Linked DNA regions of Mus musculus: all the other regions are linked to region 2. Evidence: chromatin contacts called from public HiChIP or PLAC-seq and promoter capture Hi-C data. All regions are on one chromosome and are shown on one strand. Each heading gives the region's core, a stretch centred on a gene start, on an enhancer-like site or on the middle of the called end of the contact. The rest is flanking DNA. Distances are from core to core; before and after follow the strand shown. Region 1 holds the start of Tead3 (TEA domain family member 3). Region 2 holds the start of Crebrf (CREB3 regulatory factor). Region 3 holds the start of Jpt2 (Jupiter microtubule associated homolog 2). Region 4 holds the start of Ilrun (inflammation and lipid regulator with UBA-like and NBR1-like domains). Region 5 holds the start of E230001N04Rik (a long non-coding RNA gene). Region 6 holds the start of Cramp1l (cramped chromatin regulator homolog 1).

The links. Promoter capture Hi-C pulls out the DNA fragments that hold promoters and counts their contacts. HiChIP or PLAC-seq counts read pairs in DNA pulled down with a chosen protein or histone mark. Capture Hi-C pulls out chosen DNA fragments and counts their contacts.
Region 1: a contact with region 2 is called in a promoter capture Hi-C map of pre-B cells, with 2.2 times the contacts expected there. The contact joins the promoter of Tead3 here to the promoter of Crebrf in region 2. A contact is called at or near these places in 1 of 39 promoter capture datasets (pre-B cells) and 1 of 115 datasets of contacts at active chromatin or transcription factors (pancreatic cancer cells).
Region 3: a promoter capture Hi-C map of pre-B cells shows a contact between it and region 2, with 4 times the contacts expected there. The contact joins the promoter of Jpt2 here to the promoter of Crebrf in region 2. A contact is called at or near these places in 2 of 39 promoter capture datasets (liver and pre-B cells).
Region 4: a promoter capture Hi-C map of liver shows a contact between it and region 2, with 2.3 times the contacts expected there. The contact joins the promoter of Ilrun here to the promoter of Crebrf in region 2. A contact is called at or near these places in 1 of 39 promoter capture datasets (the C10 cell line), 2 of 115 datasets of contacts at active chromatin or transcription factors (astrocytes and thymic regulatory T cells) and 1 of 9 other capture datasets (liver).
Region 5: an HNF4G HiChIP or PLAC-seq map of pancreatic cancer cells shows a contact between it and region 2. The contact joins the promoter of E230001N04Rik here to the promoter of Crebrf in region 2. A contact is called at or near these places in 1 of 39 promoter capture datasets (pre-B cells) and 1 of 115 datasets of contacts at active chromatin or transcription factors (pancreatic cancer cells).
Region 6: a promoter capture Hi-C map of liver shows a contact between it and region 2, with 4 times the contacts expected there. The contact joins the promoter of Cramp1l here to the promoter of Crebrf in region 2. A contact is called at or near these places in 1 of 39 promoter capture datasets (liver) and 3 of 9 other capture datasets (adipose tissue, liver and macrophages).

Annotation. Positions count from the first base shown.
Region 1 is chr17:28,349,496-28,352,195 of GRCm38.p6, forward strand. It overlaps Tead3 (TEA domain family member 3), which reads right to left and starts at 1,310. Exons shown (of 13, transcript NM_011566.4): 1 at 1,114-1,310. It overlaps Tulp1 (tubby like protein 1), which reads right to left. Exons shown (of 15, transcript NM_021478.2): 15 at 2,020-2,507. The coding sequence ends at 2,374.
Region 2 is chr17:26,714,269-26,716,968 of GRCm38.p6, forward strand. Crebrf (CREB3 regulatory factor) reads left to right here and starts at 1,382. Exons shown (of 9, transcript NM_029870.2): 1 at 1,382-1,506.
Region 3 is chr17:24,959,314-24,962,013 of GRCm38.p6, forward strand. It overlaps Jpt2 (Jupiter microtubule associated homolog 2), which reads right to left and starts at 1,310. Exons shown (of 5, transcript NM_198937.2): 1 at 1,255-1,310. The coding sequence starts at 1,298. Cramp1l (cramped chromatin regulator homolog 1) reads right to left here. Exons shown (of 21, transcript NM_020608.3): 21 at 1,913-2,700.
Region 4 is chr17:27,819,277-27,821,976 of GRCm38.p6, forward strand. It overlaps Ilrun (inflammation and lipid regulator with UBA-like and NBR1-like domains), which reads right to left and starts at 1,266. Exons shown (of 5, transcript NM_001033279.3): 1 at 901-1,266. The coding sequence starts at 1,058.
Region 5 is chr17:28,521,277-28,523,976 of GRCm38.p6, forward strand. It overlaps E230001N04Rik (a long non-coding RNA gene), which reads left to right and starts at 1,380. Exons shown (of 2, transcript XR_385504.4): 1 at 1,380-2,090.
Region 6 is chr17:25,013,800-25,016,499 of GRCm38.p6, forward strand. It overlaps Cramp1l (cramped chromatin regulator homolog 1), which reads right to left and starts at 1,431. Exons shown (of 21, transcript NM_020608.3): 1 at 1,328-1,431; 2 at 1-226. The coding sequence starts at 225. Ift140 (intraflagellar transport 140) reads left to right here and starts at 2,287. Exons shown (of 30, transcript NM_134126.3): 1 at 2,287-2,700.

The sequences.
Region 1 (2,700 bases), core at 60-2,559, 1.6 Mb after region 2:
GCAGCCCGCAGCTGGTTGTGAGTGTAGGGGTGTCCCAGACCCCAGCACTGAGGCAAAACCCTGTGTGTACAGATCCAGGCTACGAGAGTTCAAATACACGGAGCCACCATGGACACCAGTCCCTCAAAGCTGTGTCCAGCCCCCACCGCCATCCTCCGGGCTAGGCTACAAGTCCAGGCCTGACTTGGTTCTGCCCCTACCTGGAGAGAGCTCGAGATACAGAGAGAGGGACACAGGCCCTGAGAAGCCCGGCCCTAGGCTTCGTTCGTTCCCTCTTGCTCTTTAAAAAACTAAGCCCTCAATCAGGGCCCCTGTTGGGGGGGGGGGGGGGGGCGGGTAGAGTAGGGGCTAAAGTGACACTGCCCCGAAGGCCTGCTGGGGCTAGAAAACAGACCCACATCAGCGCTCCAGCCTCCCTTCCCAGGCAGGAATAAAGACGTGACAGACAATGGAGAGGACCCGAGTGGGAAGGGAAGCCCTGTCGCCCACAATTGCCTTAACAAGTTCTCCGGAGAAGTGCGGGGAAGGCCCCAAATCCAGCCGCGTCCCGAGCGAGGCTCCTGGAGCAAGGAGCTGGGACTCGCCCCGAGGCGGGCGGCAGAACTGTAGGGGACAGGCGTCCCCCCACGCCTTTGGGTGCGCACACGCTCCGGGCTCACACTGTGGCTTCCAGACACCCGGGCCGGGTCCCAGCGCAGCCGCGAGCAGCGCGCACACCGGCGCGCCCTGGCTAAGGCCTGCGTGGAGCCCGGGGCTCGCGGGCTCTCGGGAGTCCAAAGGGCGCCCCGGATACGAGTCCCGGCGCAGGCCTTCCAAGCCCGCGGCTCTGGGCGCACACCCCGGCACACGGCGGGGCCAGGCCCGGGCACCCGGGACACTCCGGGCTTCCCAGCCTCCGGGTCGCGGGGGGGTGGGGTGGGTGGGCGGGGCTTCCCGGAGAGCGTCTCCCCCCTTCCCTCCAAAGTTCCCGGCACCCAGGTCCTGGGCTCCGGCGCGGGCTGGACAATAGCTCAGAACCCCTAGAGTGTCCCGGGTCCCCGCCATCCAGAAGCCACCCGAGCAGAGCAGTCACCTCTGCGCGCGAGGCCTCCGAGTTGCATTCCCCGGGCTTACCTGCTCCGAGCTCCGGGGGGCGCTCCGCCGGGCCGCTCCGCCGGGCCCGAGGGAGTAGTGAGGGGGGCCGGGAAGGGGGGTCGTGGGCAGGGGGATGGCCGGAATGTACGGAATGAGCCCGGCCGGAGCGGGAGGTGCTGGGCGCGGAGGAGGGAGCGAGCGGGACGGAAAGTTTGTGTTGAGGGAGCCGGGCGGGGGGTGGGGGCTGCGGGCGGGAGGGGCGGGACCGGTAGGCGGGGCCAACGGCGGGCGGGCCCACGGGTGGGCGGTGCTATTTGGGGGGAGTGATCTAAGGCGGGCCGGGGCCTGCTGTCTCTCTAACCACCCAGTCCCAAGAACGCCCGTAGCTGTGGATTCACACTCCCGCGCACCCCATTCCTCGCTCGTCGTCTCAGAGTTCCCACCTCCCCTACACAACCCCCTTGTGGGTACTCCGCTGAATCTAGAGGGATCAGGTCTGGGGCGGAGCCAAGAGGAGAGCTCTGCCCCCTAGGCTGAACTCCTTGGAGGTGTTTAGGGTCCTGGGGAGCCGCGTCCTCCGCATCCAAATGACCCGAGCGCGCACGGGGTCTCGGGCTCCCCACCCTTCTACTCGGGTCCCGGGCAGCCCAGGCCTCTGCAGCTCCCCTCCCGCCCAGAGCCCGCCCCCCACTCCGGGGCCTCAGACTTGGCTCCGCCCTGCCCGGACCCGGTTTGTCTGGTTCTCCCCGAGTGGCTTGTTTCTCGAATTTCTCCCTTTCTCCCTCTTCCTCTACCTCTAGGGCCCTCCCTCTCCTCCCTACTGGCGGAGAGTCGGGGGCCCGGACCCTGTGCGCTTGACGAGGTTCCATAGAACAGAAGGGGACGCGGGAGCGCGGGGCCAACGCAGGCACCTGAGTTTACACACATGAATCCAGAAACTACCGATGCGTTCAGCCTCGGACGTGACTTTATTGGGGATGTGGGTCCCTGGCTCTGCTTCACCATCGTCCCCTCCCCACCCCCTACAAACCCCCCAGCGCGGGGTCGGAGGGGCCTCGAACATCTGACTCCGGCTCTCTGACAGGAAGTGACTGGGGAGGAGGGGGCGAGGCAAGTACTTTTGGGCGACCAGATGTTCATCTCCATCCCCTCTGCCTCAGCCGGTGCCAGGCTGGGGGAGTGGAGGGGGGAAATGCCCGGAGGTCACGGAGAGGGGTGAGCCCTTCCATGGGAGCTGTGGGGGAGGGACCTTGCCACCCCCAACCGAATGCTTTCCCAGCGCTGAGGAGCTGTGGGGGGTCACTCGCAGGCCAGCTTCCCGTCGAAGCTGGAGAGGGCGATGGCGAAGGCCTGCAGAGCACACAGCGGGTACCGGTAGTCTAGGGTGAAGGCGTCCTCAGCCACGCGGCCGAACTGCAGCACTATATAGTCAGCTGTGAAGACAGACCGTGGGGTGACCTTGGACCCCATCTCGACAGGCAACCCCTCAACAAAACGAGGTCTTGCTCCTTGATGTGGAGTCATAGCCCCCATGCAGCTTCAGGCCACCTTCCCCGTTCTGGGTCATCCAATCAGCCCAACCCAGCCGCTACAGGGTCTGTCACACGGAGTCCGCAGGGCAGGGGC
Region 2 (2,700 bases), core at 132-2,631:
CACAATGGTTCTCAACCTGTGGATTGTGACCCCTTTGGAGGTCCAATGACCCTTTCACAGGGGTAGTCTAAGCCTATCAGAAAACACATTATATTACGATTTATAACAGTAGCCGAATTATTGTTTTGAAGTAGCAATGAAAATAATTTTATGGTTGGGGTCACCACAACATAAGGAACTTTAGGAAGGTTGAGAACCACTGATCTACCACTTGCCTGAGTCTTTGTGCATGGGGGAGGGGGAGTCTTAATTTGGCGGGGAGCGGAAGGTTACTTTGAGACTTGGTCTTATCCGGGCATGCAATTCAGTGTAGCTAAGAACACACTTCAATCTTCCTGCTTCCTTATCTCCAGTGCTGAGATCACAGGGGTCAATCACAATACCCCCTTCCTACATCCTCGCCTGCTTTGAAACCCCGAGTACTCCCAAGGGAAAACTGTTATTTGAAGGGAATCTGATGAGGTTTCTCTGTCCTTTAGTCTTCTTTTCCTATGCTTAAGAAAGTATGTTTTTCTGTGTCCATATGTGTGTGCGGGTGCAGACCAGTAACCCTGCACCCAGAAGACTAAGACAGGAGGGTCCAGAGTCTAAAGAGATTTCTGGAAACACAGGCTGCTATAATTAGGTAGGTTGTTTCCTTGAACAATAATTCTCCTGAGGTTTGTTTTTGTATTTTTTTTAAATAGTTCTCTTATCGTATGTGTCTGTTCGGAGAACTATTTGGGATAATGAACCTACCACAAACTACACATCCGATAAAATATCAACAGGATTAAGAGGCGTAAATCATCACATTATCACAGGTTAGACAGTCTTGTCCATAAAGCATCTAGTAGCAGTTTCTACAGCTGAATACAGGTCCTATCCCAAAGATGTATGCAGCCGACTCAGGGTCTGGGGATCCAGACTCAATAAATATGAGTTGATGAATGAACAAACAACTGAAGGCCAATTCAATCGGGGAACAGGAACGTCATTTACTAAACAGAATGTCGATGCAGCCCCCTACTAATTAATATTCCTGTAATCCCCCGTGGTTCAGTTAAACTGTAAAGTGGGCATTTGGACTCCTTGGCCTTCATCTTAGTTCTGAGGCTACAGACTGAATATGGAAGCCTCTGAAAAGAACATCACGCACGAACGCGAGCTTACTGCTCGCTATCCCCAGCGGCCCACGCCCACGCTCAGCAGCAGCCTACTAGCCCCCGCTCCGCCCTCTCTTCCTGGTTTTCCCCAGCAACCCGCCCCTCTGGTGTCACGTGACGGGCGCTAGCCCGGCCGAGCCTCTGATTGGCCAGACTTCAGGGCGCCTCGCGATTGGCCTGGGGCGGCGGGCCCCCGCCTCCCTCCTCCTCCTCGCCGCGGCCCACGTGAGGGGGGCGAGTCACGCGATTTCCGGGAACCCGTCAGGAAGGACATAAACAAAACAAACCGAGGCAGCATGGAGACGGCCCGCGGCCGCGTAAGCGCGGCCGGATCCAGTGCCTGAACCGCCTTCAGCCTCAGGTGAATGCCGAGCGGTCGCACGGGCGGGCGGGATGCAGCGGCAGAGAACCGCGGGTGAGAGGCGCGGGTGCCCGGCTCCGGGAGAGCGGGGCGGGGGCCGCCGGGCCGAGGGCGCGCGGAACGGGGTCGCCGATGCGAGCCGAATCGGGCTGCCCCCGCGGCCGACGGTTATATAAAGGGCGGGCGCGCGCCGGCGGGCGACCCCGTTAGGGCCGTGCCCTTTGCGCTCCCGGGAACCAGGGATCGCGACTGCCGGCAGCCGGCCTGTCAGAGCGGCGAGCGGGTGGGAGGGGCCGGGAGGGAGGAGAGGAGAGGAGAGGGGCGTGTGAGGGAGACCGGCACAGCTAGTGTTCAGAAGGCTCCGGACGGAGGAGCGGACCGGGAGAACTCTGGGCAGGGGCGTCGTGGGGCTGCTGTTCCCCCCGGCCCCTCCCCGGAGGCTGCGGGACTGGGGCCTCCCTCTCGGGATTTGTTTATATGTCCTCTCTAAGCAGCTTGAAAAGCCCGGAGGCGGAGCCCTCGCTGTCGAGTGGCGGCCGGTGCTGTCCAATGGAGGAGGCAGACGGGGTCCGTGGCGCCAATGGGCGCAGGGAGGCGGTGCCGCGCCCCCCCTCCCCCCCAGTAAGTTAGGCTGTGCTGGGGGTTGGTCCGACAGGGCGGCCATATTAGATGGGAGGGGACGGGCCTGGGGACGGGGGTTGTCACTGAGCGGGGCGGAGACGGGGCAAAGGGCGAGGAGCCGAGCCGAGCGGGGCGCGGGCCGGGCGGGCTGGGTGTGGGCTAGAGTCCCGGAGGGACCCGGAAGATGCCCGGAGGAGCCTGACCCGGCTCAGCCGCTCCCGAGTGGAGGCGGCCAGGGAAGTAGCGAGGGCAGTCTAGCCTCCCAGGGGGCGGTTCCTGGGTCTAGATGAAGCTTGGTCTCTGGCGTCTCCTTCTTGGTCGGCTCTCCGCTGCTTGGTAGATCCTGCCACCAAACCCTTTAATCGCCCACCTTTAACCCAAGAAAACAAACCGTTTTGCTACTTCTGAGCAGGCCTGAATCTTAAGACTACCTTAAGGAGGTATTTCTGTAGTTAGGGGTGTGTTTCTGTACCAGGTCTCCCGTGTAGAGGCAGGCATTCAGAGGAACTTCTGCTTTTCTGGGTATTGCAAAGAGAAAATTGGGACTGGAAAAGCAGACAAAATTGAGTGAGC
Region 3 (2,700 bases), core at 60-2,559, 1.8 Mb before region 2:
GACTTTAGGACCAAATCCATAATTCCAATTACTTTTTCCTTTTGTAGTACCCTTTAAATGTTTCAGTAGAAATACTCAAGTTATCGAGAAAATATAAGGGATATAGGCAAAGATGAAAAGCCAGAGTTCAAATGAACTATGGCACTGGAGAGAAAGAAAATATCGACGGTTGTCAGCGCTCCCAGGCCTCCCTGGAATGATGAGTTTCATAAGAACTAGGAACTAATGAGAAAATCTGGGACAAAGCCATGAGAAATAGACCGGGTGGGGGGTGACGTGTTCTTCATGGTTAGTAATTTTTGTGGATGAATGACAGTAATACCATAACGCTTTTACAGTTCAAACATCTCCAGCACAAGAAAATCCCTCTGCTGAGGAGACAAAAGACAGGGTTAGACGAAAGGAAACCCTGGAGTACAGACAGACCTTACAGACTCAGGCTTTGTAGCAATCAGTCGGACTATGTGCTGCTATCTTCTCCAACCTGCCTAAGTTGCCATCCAAAGCACGCTTTCTATCTAATATGGCCCAGACTGAGGCTTCCAATTGCGCTTCATTATCCAGTTAAGGTAGCTCCCCTTTCCCCCTCATCCCGCTATCAAGTGGGTATTTCCTCCTTTTCCTAAATTCCTCTCCATGGACGCCTACTCAACAATTAACTCCTGGAGCTCGTAAAGTCATTCGAACACCAGTTTCATTTTATCAACTCAAATGGGGATTTCCTCCTTTTCCTAAAATCCTCTCCATGGACGCCTATTCAACAATTAATTCCTGGAGCTCGTAAAGTCATTCGAACACCAGTTTCATTTGATCAACTCAAAGCAGATCAGACAGAAAGCCTAGAGGAAACTGTGTAGGGAAGGTCCCCGCCCAGGGTGTAGCAGTCAGTAGTGCATCCAACAAACACCTGGTCGTGGGTTGGGTCTGAGAACGCTGCCGCTACTCAGCCACATTCAAAGGTCGTCATGACCAACCAAACTGGACAAGGGAAGGGCTCAGGAAGCGGCAAACAGCTCGGAGCGCCCGGCTAGCGTCTGTCCTGAGCAAGCACTTCAGGAGAGCCACGTGTCTTAATCCCGCCGCCCGGTCTCCACTCCGCTCTAACCCCACAGCCTTCCTGCAAGGCCCTGCGGGAGAGCGCGCACAGTATCCTCAGGGGAGCCCCGCGCCACACCCACCGCACTTGTAGGGTCTCCCGCCCGCCACGTGGCTGCGGCTATGCGCCCACCCGGGCCCCAGCACCGGTCCGCGCACCTGGAACCCGACTTGCCAGCTTGGCTGTCCGCGCCCTGGAACATGTCGGCCGCCGCCCCGCGCTTTCACAGCCGCCGCGCGGCGGTTCCCGCTTGGTCCCGCGCAGGTACCCTGACCCGCCCAAGCCAGTTGGACGCCTCTCGCGCCAATCATGTCTCTGCAGCCTATCGTAGAGTCGTGCCCCACTCCTCCCTCCCGCCCCCAAGGAGAGGGAGGCTTGGAGGCCCGCATCGCGCTTACAGCCGATTGGCTGCAGGGGGCGCCTCTCATGGCCTCAGGCGTGGGCATTGGTTCACAGCTCGCCCCACCCCCAGCCAACACGCCTCCGCATGCGAATCCGCATTTTCTGGCCGACCTATCCCGGGCTGGATGGCACTAGGAAGTTTCTGGCCGGTGGTAGCGGAAGGCTTCTTTGGGGTTACAGCACCTTCGGGAGGAAAGGTTCATGGAAGCGCACAACATACCCATAACAGAAGCAGCGAATTCTGTAATGAATTCCGCATTCAGCGGTCACTCAATCGCTGAATCTCTGATGCCTACCTGTTTGCTCACCCTCACCTCCAGGGCACCTCCAGGCCTTAGAGCTCATCTCATTACACTGTGCCTGTTGGAATACCCTAAGCATACTGGCTTTGAAAGCAGGCACAAAAGACAGACATTAGATGAAGTATTAGTATGTATTTATGCACAATAAAAACATTTACAAGCCGAACTGGAAATTTTAGCCGAAGTTTTAACAGTTCTTGTTTATTAAATAACCAAAACACCTTTTATTCCCAAAAAATTGGTAAAGAATAAATAATGTAATTTACAATATGGTACAAAAAATAATCAGAAGGACAGGCATTCTGCTTTATACATACACTGTATATTTATAGTCTATAAAACAAATTCACATCTCAAGCCGGAAACCTCAGATGATATGGCTTAACGATTATCAAAGCAAACAGCACTGAGCTCTGCCTGCTGGGGGCACCCCTCCAGCCAGTGATCTTACGAAAGAATAAGGGTCTGGCTGGGGCAGTGCTTCCAAAACTGGACTGACCACACCAGGCTAGCCTCTGGGAAAGGTATACTGTGGGTTTCTTTCCTTTTTTAAAGTGTTTTTTTTTTTTTTTTAAATTAAGACAAAGTACGGTATTTCCTCATGAATGCATCTGGGAGATTTGTTTTTAAAGTACATAAAACAATTTCCTTCTAAACTTATTTTGACCATTTCTAATAATATGGTTTGGTTAAAAATGCTATTGAACTGAATGACACCTCCCCTAGCAGAGGCTATCACAAGGAATGAAAAAGAAGAGGAGGGTAGGAAAAAAGGTTGACCAACAGATGAAATGTCCCAAAGTCCCACTCCCTGAGCAAGTACTATGCCCGACAGGATCTATGGACTTCAGCTCGCCTGAGCATCTTCTCTAGGACACAATCCATGCCAAGCACCAAAGA
Region 4 (2,700 bases), core at 16-2,515, 1.1 Mb after region 2:
TGAGAGCCTTTCAAAGGCCGTCTAATGGTCTCCAGTCTAATGGTTAAATTCCCGAGTGAACTTAACAATCCCTACTTGGAGACCAAGAGAAAGTATTCTTGCTTATCAAAAACAGCAAGTGCTGCTCTAAGAACCAAGACACACGTCGGTGCCTGGAGACAGCTCCACTTCAGCCTGTACAACCCAACTACAAGCCAGAACCCCTGGCCCCCAACCTATACATTTCTCAGTTTTCTGTCAACTAAGCCCATCCAATCAGTAAGCTCGTCAAAGTTCCCAAGGCCAAGCCTCTGCCCAGCACGCCAGTGTCTTCACAAAGTTCCTGCCTCCAAGATCAGCTTCCCTCCACTTTCTGAAGACTTTTCCCAGTCCTCGTCGCAGGCCTGGCGCTCCGGCGCCTCCATTAGATGTCACTTCTCCCTGGCACAACTCTTCCTTTCTCACCATACTCAGTTGATTATAATTTGTGTTCCCTCCGCCGCAAAAGTCGTTTTCGCCCTTATCTCCTCAAAGAGACACAAGATCTATTCTCAGCTCCGAGACCTCTCCCGCGCCCAGAGTTCGACCTCAGCACCTAACACACTCCCTCGAGTTTCCACACCGTTCTGTCATCCTCAGCTCCTACACTTCGCACCTATTTAAAAGGAAAACACTTCGCAACTCTCGTTTCCTGTGCTTTCTACTCCCAGAACACACGCTTTTCGCCCCAGATCGACTCCCCTGGCTTCCACCTCACCACTTCTCCCCTCTTCCCATGTTCTTCGGGCTCTGACTCCCTGCCACCTCCCGGCCTGGGCCCTGCCCTGCCCGGGAGTACTCCACGAGCGGGCTCCGGTGTTTTTGCCCTCGGGGCCGCGAGGCCGCTGCCAGCAGGATTGGCTCCGCGTGGGGCGGACTCACCAGTTGGTCATGTCCAGGAAGAAGGCGCAGCCGGCCGGGTTGAGCTGGAAGCCGAGTAGCCGCTGGAACTCGGAGATGAGCACGTCCTTGTCTGTGGTGCCCAGGCAGCTGAACTTCTGCATGAGCTCCGGATCCAAGTCCACGTCCATGCCCTCCATGGCGGGGGGCCCGGACGCACAGCTTCCACCGCCCCGACCTGCTTCTCCACGGGCGGCCGCCGCGCCCGGGCCCGAGCCCACGAAGGGCGGCCCGCTGCTGGCCGGCGCCGCGCGCACTGCTCCGAGACAGGCCCCAGGCCTCTCACCGCCTCATGGGCTGCGCGCGCCGCGCCGAGCCGCGCCGCACCGCACCGCTCGCTCCTCTCTCGCTGGCTCTGGGGCTCGCGCTCCCCCCCCTCCCACCCCCCCCAGCGCCCGCCTCCGCCGCCGCCGCTGCTGCCGCCGCGGTTCGCAGCACCGCCGCCTCCGCCTCCTCCCGGGCCGCGCCCAACGCGCACGCGCGGGGCCGCTCGGACCCCGCCCCTTCCTCTCCCGAAAGCCCGCCTTCAGTGACGTCATAACTCGGTGACGTCTCTCGCGTGACCTCACCGCGACAGAGCGGAGGGGGCAGGAAACGGGAAGCCGGAAAGAGCGGATACTGGGCGGGTCTCTGTCCTCGCCTGAGTCCCCACACTGCGTGGGAGGAGTCACGAGTCTGAGAGGTGCTTCGGAGACGAGCGACCCCACCCATGCTCAGGCTGGGAACCCGAAGTCGCCACAGGAACAGAGGCTGGGACTGGGGCAAAGGGCAAAGGGCAGCACAGAGCGGACTCTTGCTGCTCCGCTCTCAGGGGACTTAGTATTCAAACAGACATTTTCCCAAGGTCGCGGCGGTGCACGCTTAGTCTCTGGATTCTGACCTGAGTTTCTCATGACTGCCTATGTTACTATGCAACCTTAGCATTACGTTTCCAGAAAATAAAGGCAGCCTAATGCAAGCACCAGTTACAGGTCAGAGGAACCGATCCTCTGCAAAGAAAGGTCAATACCCTAGAATTTAGCAAATCTTGTTCTGTCTCTAAAATCCACGACCAAAAAAATGACTGTAGACAGTATCCAGTGTATCTACTAATGTGAGGCTCCATTTGAAGCTGAAGGATTAAGAAGCTCAGCTGTGGAGAGACTCATCTGCCCGTTCTGTCACCAAGTATTTTCTCAGTGTCACCTGTTAGATATGACTAGGTACAGGGATGGGGGTGGGTAAGAAACTGGGCAACTGGGGACTTGGCTTAAGCTGTTTCCCCGAAGGTATGAAGACCTGGGTTCCTGAGAGCAGAGATACTTCGCTCTTGCATATAAGGCCTGGCTGACAGCCAAGGGTGGCGGCACTGGGGAGGCAGGCAAATTTCTGTGTGTTTGATGCCAGCCAGAGATACTCTAGACCCTGCCTTTAAAAAATAAACCACCCCAGCACTCAAGAGGCAGAGGCGGGCTTTCTTCCTGGAGTTGCCTTTGATCTCATCCTCCTACCCCTACTTGCTGGGATAACTACTGTCACAACTACTTCTGAAAAGAGACTCAACTGAAGTCAGTGGGCCTGGGAGGAGGCTCAAAATCGCCTGGTGATTGTTATCATATCCAAATTTCAGAGCAGAACCTTGAGCAAATGCAGTTATTGCTGATAGTTTGCTCAACAGTTCAACCTGATTAAAGATTGACAAAATATGTTTACGGATGTGTTTGAATTGTGTCTATCTCATGAACAGCAGCTGTGAGATCATGAGGACCAGAGCTCAGGGTTATCAGTGTGACAGTTTGTGTA
Region 5 (2,700 bases), core at 130-2,629, 1.8 Mb after region 2:
GCAGAAGGCGCAGGGGAGGGGCTGTGGACATGAATAAATTGGTACAATGCTTGCCAAACATGGAGAAACATGAAGGAGACCCCAGCTCCCTCCATCCATGAGGTGGGGTGGGGATGTGAGGTACACACCTGTTATCCCAGCATTCCGGAGATAGAGGCAGGAAGATCAGATGTTTAAGGCTATTCTTGGCTAAATAGAAAATTTGAGATCAGCCTGGGCTAGAGATCTTGTCAAAAAAAAAAAAAAAAAAAAAAAAAAGCCTTTGTATGGCTGAGCCACTAGTTAGGTGTTCTTTGCAGGAACAGTCTCTGTCTCTGTCTCTGTCTCTGTCTCTCTCTCTCTCTCACACACACACACACACACACACACAGGTACTGTGATCCTACAGTCACCTCCCACCTCCTGACCTACCTGGGAATGCACCTTCCACGGGAGAGGCTCTGACAATCTCAACTCTATTTTGATCCTTTTAAACAGCCTCCAACCTGTTCTAGGTTTTATTGCTTAATTATGTTCTGTGGTATCCTCACCCCACCCCCACCCCCCACCCCCGTTTCCCTGTAGGCTGTAAACTCCTTCATGACTGGGTTAGGGGCAGGATTGTTCTTTGATACCATTTAATTATAGTCTAAAAATGAAGCCAGGCTTCATACCCACAGGCTTGGGTCCCAACCTGGTTCCAACACTTAGCTATCTGGCTTAGGGTCCTGGTTCCAACACTTAGCTATCGGGCTTAGGGTCCTCTGAGAGCTCAGACTCAGTTCCTAGGCTGTAAAAGGCACCAGAAATACAACAGGGCAAAGATCACAAGACCTAAAATGCTGGGAAGGAGTTGGTACGTGGTGAGCATGGAACACTTTGTCCTCCTTCCCTGAATAGCTGAGACCTTCCATGAATTAGAGAACCAAGTCTTCACTGATTAGTGCTCGCTCTGGGGTACTTGACAAGAGAAAGGAGACACTGAATAATTACATAGCGCAGTGGATAAAGGTGCCGCCAAGCCTGACATGAGTTGGGGTCTCACAAGGTAGAAGACGAGAACCAACTCCCACAAATTGCCTGCCCTCATATCTCCAGATGCACGTTATAGCACATGAGCCCCAGCCCCCTACAGTAAATTTAATAAAAAGGCATTACATCTATCCCAGGATCATATCCTGGGTGCATGGCCACTCCACCCGGCTTAGTGACAACCTGTGAACCGCAGACTTGGTGAGAGAAAAACAGTCCCTAAGAATGGCGCCAAGCATAAATATCTGTTGAATCAAAAATCAAGCGAGTCAATAAAAAAGCAAAGACAGAAACGTCCCACCCCGCCGAGCCCCCAGCCCAGCCGCACCCTGTCCTGGAGCCCTATTAAGCCATAGTCCCCAAAGTCCGCTTGTCTACAGCCCCGCCTCCGATTGCCTTGGAAACAGTGACGTTAATCGAGGGGGTGTGGCCTCTCTCCATCCTCTCAAACGTTGTGAGCCGCGCCTTAGCACAACCTGGAGGGGAAGATGAGGTTAAGGTTGCTGGGTACTCCCCCGTTCCTTAGGCCGGAGATAGCTAAGCACACCGGTCTGCGCCCACGAGAGAGCCCACCTTGCGCTTGCCCTTGGCAATTTAGCGTAAGATCGCGAGAGTGCGGGCCTGGGTCCCCGGGAACCGCCCCTGGCGATTTAGGGGGCTTCTGGAGACTGCAGGCTTGGGTCCTCGGAAGACCACCATACTCTCCACCCTCGACGTTGTCCTGGTGGGCGCAGTCCTGCGCCTACCCGGGCACCCCAGACTCGCTGCGCGCCCTAGGCGCGGGCGGGAAGGGGTTAAGCAAGGTGCTGGCTCGGGGCGCGGCTCACGGCGCGTGTGGAGGAGGGGAGCGGGGAAGAAAGTGAGAGCGGGGGCGGGGGACCCGAGCGAAAGAACATCCTGTGCCGCCGCCGGATGCGAGAGGCGGGGGCGCGGGGGAAGCTGGGCGATGCGCTCCGCCCCGCGCTCCTCCTCCCGGGCGCTGCCCGCTCCCGCGCTTCGTACTGCTTCTTCTGGTCCCCACGCCTTCGCGGGTCATGAGCTTGCCAGAGGGGCCCCTCAGCTCGAGTTCCCCGGCAGGGGTAAGCGCGGGGAGTATGGGATCCGCTGTGAGGAACGGGCGCCCCCCTCACCCCCCAAGCTTTTTCCGCTGCACACTGATGGCGAGCTGTCCCCTGCGCAGCGCTAGGATCGGCACCTTCTCTGAGCCAGTCCTGCTGCCAGTACTTTCAGGACTAACACAGAAAAGCTGGTTGTGGAATTCGAAGCCCTCACACTCCTGGGATTAGAACCGGAATCGGTCGGGCCGCAGGGGGCTTTTCACTGGGAATAGCGAAGACTCAAATCCCTTAGCTGATAAGGCTCGGGAGAGAGGCCTCTCGGAAGTCATGATAGGCGCTTGCCGACACAGTTCGATCCCCAGGTCGCACAAGGTGAAAGGCGAGAGCCACCGATTTACATAAATTGCCCTCTGACCTCCATACATGTGCCTTGGACACCCATGCTTGGGGAAGCCAGGTATGGTGGCTTTGAACCCAGCACTCAAGAGGCAGACGCAAGAAGATCTCTAGTTGAGGCCGAGCTCTTGGACTACTACATAGACTGGGGAAAAAAAAAGTTAAAAAAAAATATGGGGGTGGAGGGAGCTAGCTATCTAGGCAATGCTCTTTACTTGATCCAATCAGAAAAGAG
Region 6 (2,700 bases), core at 181-2,680, 1.7 Mb before region 2:
GTCCTGGGGGCTGCCCTGCGGTGGAGACGGGGTCGGCAGCCCTCTGGGTGGCGCGGGGGCTCCGGAGGCCCGAGGGGTCTGCCCGTCCCTCTTTGTGCTGCTGCTGTCCGCCGCGTCCGCGCCGCCGGGCCCCTCTCCGTCCAGCGACTCCTCATCGGCCGTCCGCTTGCCCAGCTTCTTGAGCCCTTCCTCCCCGCTGCCGGCGTCGCCCAACTTCACTGTCATCCTGCGGCGAGAGAGACGAGGAGCGGTGAGGCGGGCGGCAGGCAGAAGTTTACCGCCGGCCTCCCAACATGGCGGCCGTTGTTTGTTCCAGCGCCGCCCGCCGCCCGCCGCCCGCCCGAGGGCCCACAGAGTGCTGAGCCCGACCGGACCGGGACCCCGCCCCGCCCTTGGATGCCCCTAACCCAGGTAGACCAACACAGCCCGGAGCCACGGAAGGCACGGCAGCATGACCTGGCCTCTGCGCTTTGGGTCCCGCAGTACCGCCGTCCCGCCACCACCTAACCCAAGGAGCCGCAGCTCATGGCCCCCAGCTTGATCCCGCCTCGCTCCCCGCACTGCCCGTGCCTCCCCTCTGCTCCCGAGCCACGCGCGATCAAGCCGCGCACCTGCCTATTGCAACGGCCCGCGCTGCCCTCCGAGCCCCTAGTGCTCCATAGGCCAAAACTGCCGCTCCCTCCAAAGCTGGCATGCAAGAGAGAGACTCTGCACTCCGGAAACCTTCCCAGGAGGGAGATGGCCCGACTACACCTCTCATTCAACAAAGCCTGTTGCATAGAACAGGTTAGAGAACACCGGAAAAGTGACAGCAAACACTGTTATGTTCCAGTCGGATCTTAAGAATAGGAACTGAACTATGTAAACAATTCTGGAAACAACAAAATTCTTGCTTTAACTTCTACCACTGTCATAAGATATCGATAAGCAAAATAATAATTATCTGTAGCTAGGAGAAATTATACTCAGAATAAACTAAAGTTCAGGTACATTCCAACATCTTAAGACAGGCTGTGTACATGATGAAGCAGGACAGAGAAACACTCCGTTCTTTAGCAGACGCTAGGTCCAACATAACTGTTGAAAACATTCCACTTAAAAAGAAAAGCAGACAGAGCAAGGTACCAATGATAACAAAGAAACAGACTGAAGGTAAAGACAGAGATGTAAAACTCGAAGTAACACCATAAAATGGTGCTGCCAAAAACGGTGTGCAATTTTCCTGTTTGGCACTGATCTTTCAAATACTACCTTAAGAAAACCCTGGCACAGAACCACACAAGACACAACCCCACGCTAAATGATTTTATGGCACAAGACTTCGAACCTATTCACTTTTAACCCCCTCACCACGGTTCCCAAAACCCTGTCATTGTGCTAGGGAGCGAAACCCATTCCCAGAACCAGCACTGCCAACAGCACCAAGCAAAATGCATCAATCCAACAGGACCCACTCGCCGGCGCGCTGGGCCCTGTCCCCAGGCACATTCCGGTCGTTCCCCAGAGGCGGTGGACTCCATAGGAGTCCGTCACCGAAACCCGTCACTTCCTGACCGTGGGAGGCGCGGGCACTGTGGGCCTCGTCCCGGCTCCACACCCTTTGTCCCATTTCGGGTGGGAGAAGCTCGCACCTTCCTGAGGAGCTGACCGCTGGCTGCACGCGGCGCAGCCCACGAATACCGCGGCCCCTCCGCGGATCCCGAAGGCTCCCAAGTGCAGCCTACGGTCACCTTTTTCATCCACGCTTCCCGGCAGCCTGGCTCCCGGATCCCGGGCCTCCGCAGAACCGACCGGGCCCGGCAGCTCCGGCTGCGGCGAAGCCGCGACGCCGGGCTGGTGGTCAGGTGTCAGGCGCGGTCACCAAGCACTGTTCCCCTTCGCAAGACCTCTCCGTGGACTGGCGCGCGGCTAACAGGGCTGACGGCACCGGTGCAGCCGCCACTCGCCCTCCCACACCCGGGACGCCGCGCTCTAAACAGTTCCGGCTACGGCGGCCGCCGGGGACCTGAAGTCGGCGCCGGAGCGGGGAGGGGCGAACGTCCCGCAAAAAAGACGAGCACGTCCAGCTTTTCTGCGGGCGCGCCCAACCAGCTAGGCTGCCATTGGTCAGCAGGCGTTACGTGCGCGCGCCCGCACGATGTACAGGGGCGGGCCCGCAACGTGGGGCGTGTTGTGACGGCAACCTCGCGCCCTTGCGGATCATGCGTCTTTTCCGATTGGCCAACCGACAGCCAATAGGATCAGCGTGCTGGCTGTGATTGGCTGAGACTATGTTGACGGATGCGTGAGAAGAAATCACCGCCTCAGCGGGGCGTCTTGAAGCGCGCGGGAACTCGGGTGGGGACTTTGCACTTTGAAAACAGGTTTAAGACCATAAATGTATCGTAGCATAGTCCACTAACACTTTTCCTATTCGAAGCGATAAGGAAATGTGTTTTTAAAACTCTAATGCTTATGCATGTGGCGTTTGAAAAAAGTATCCCAGTTTGCAGGAGGTCCCCGCCTCTGGTTATCCCCTTGGCTCATTGGCGTGGACCGTGCTACTGCGCCTGCTCTTCAGCGACACTCGCCGTTGGCTAACACTGGCTAAAGTGCACACGGTCACCCAGGGAACCCTGTGCCTAGCTGCTGCAAGCCTCTGCTGAGTACCGCTTGCAGCGGTCTCTCGAGGCATCAACGCGCCACGCGCCGGGGCGGTGT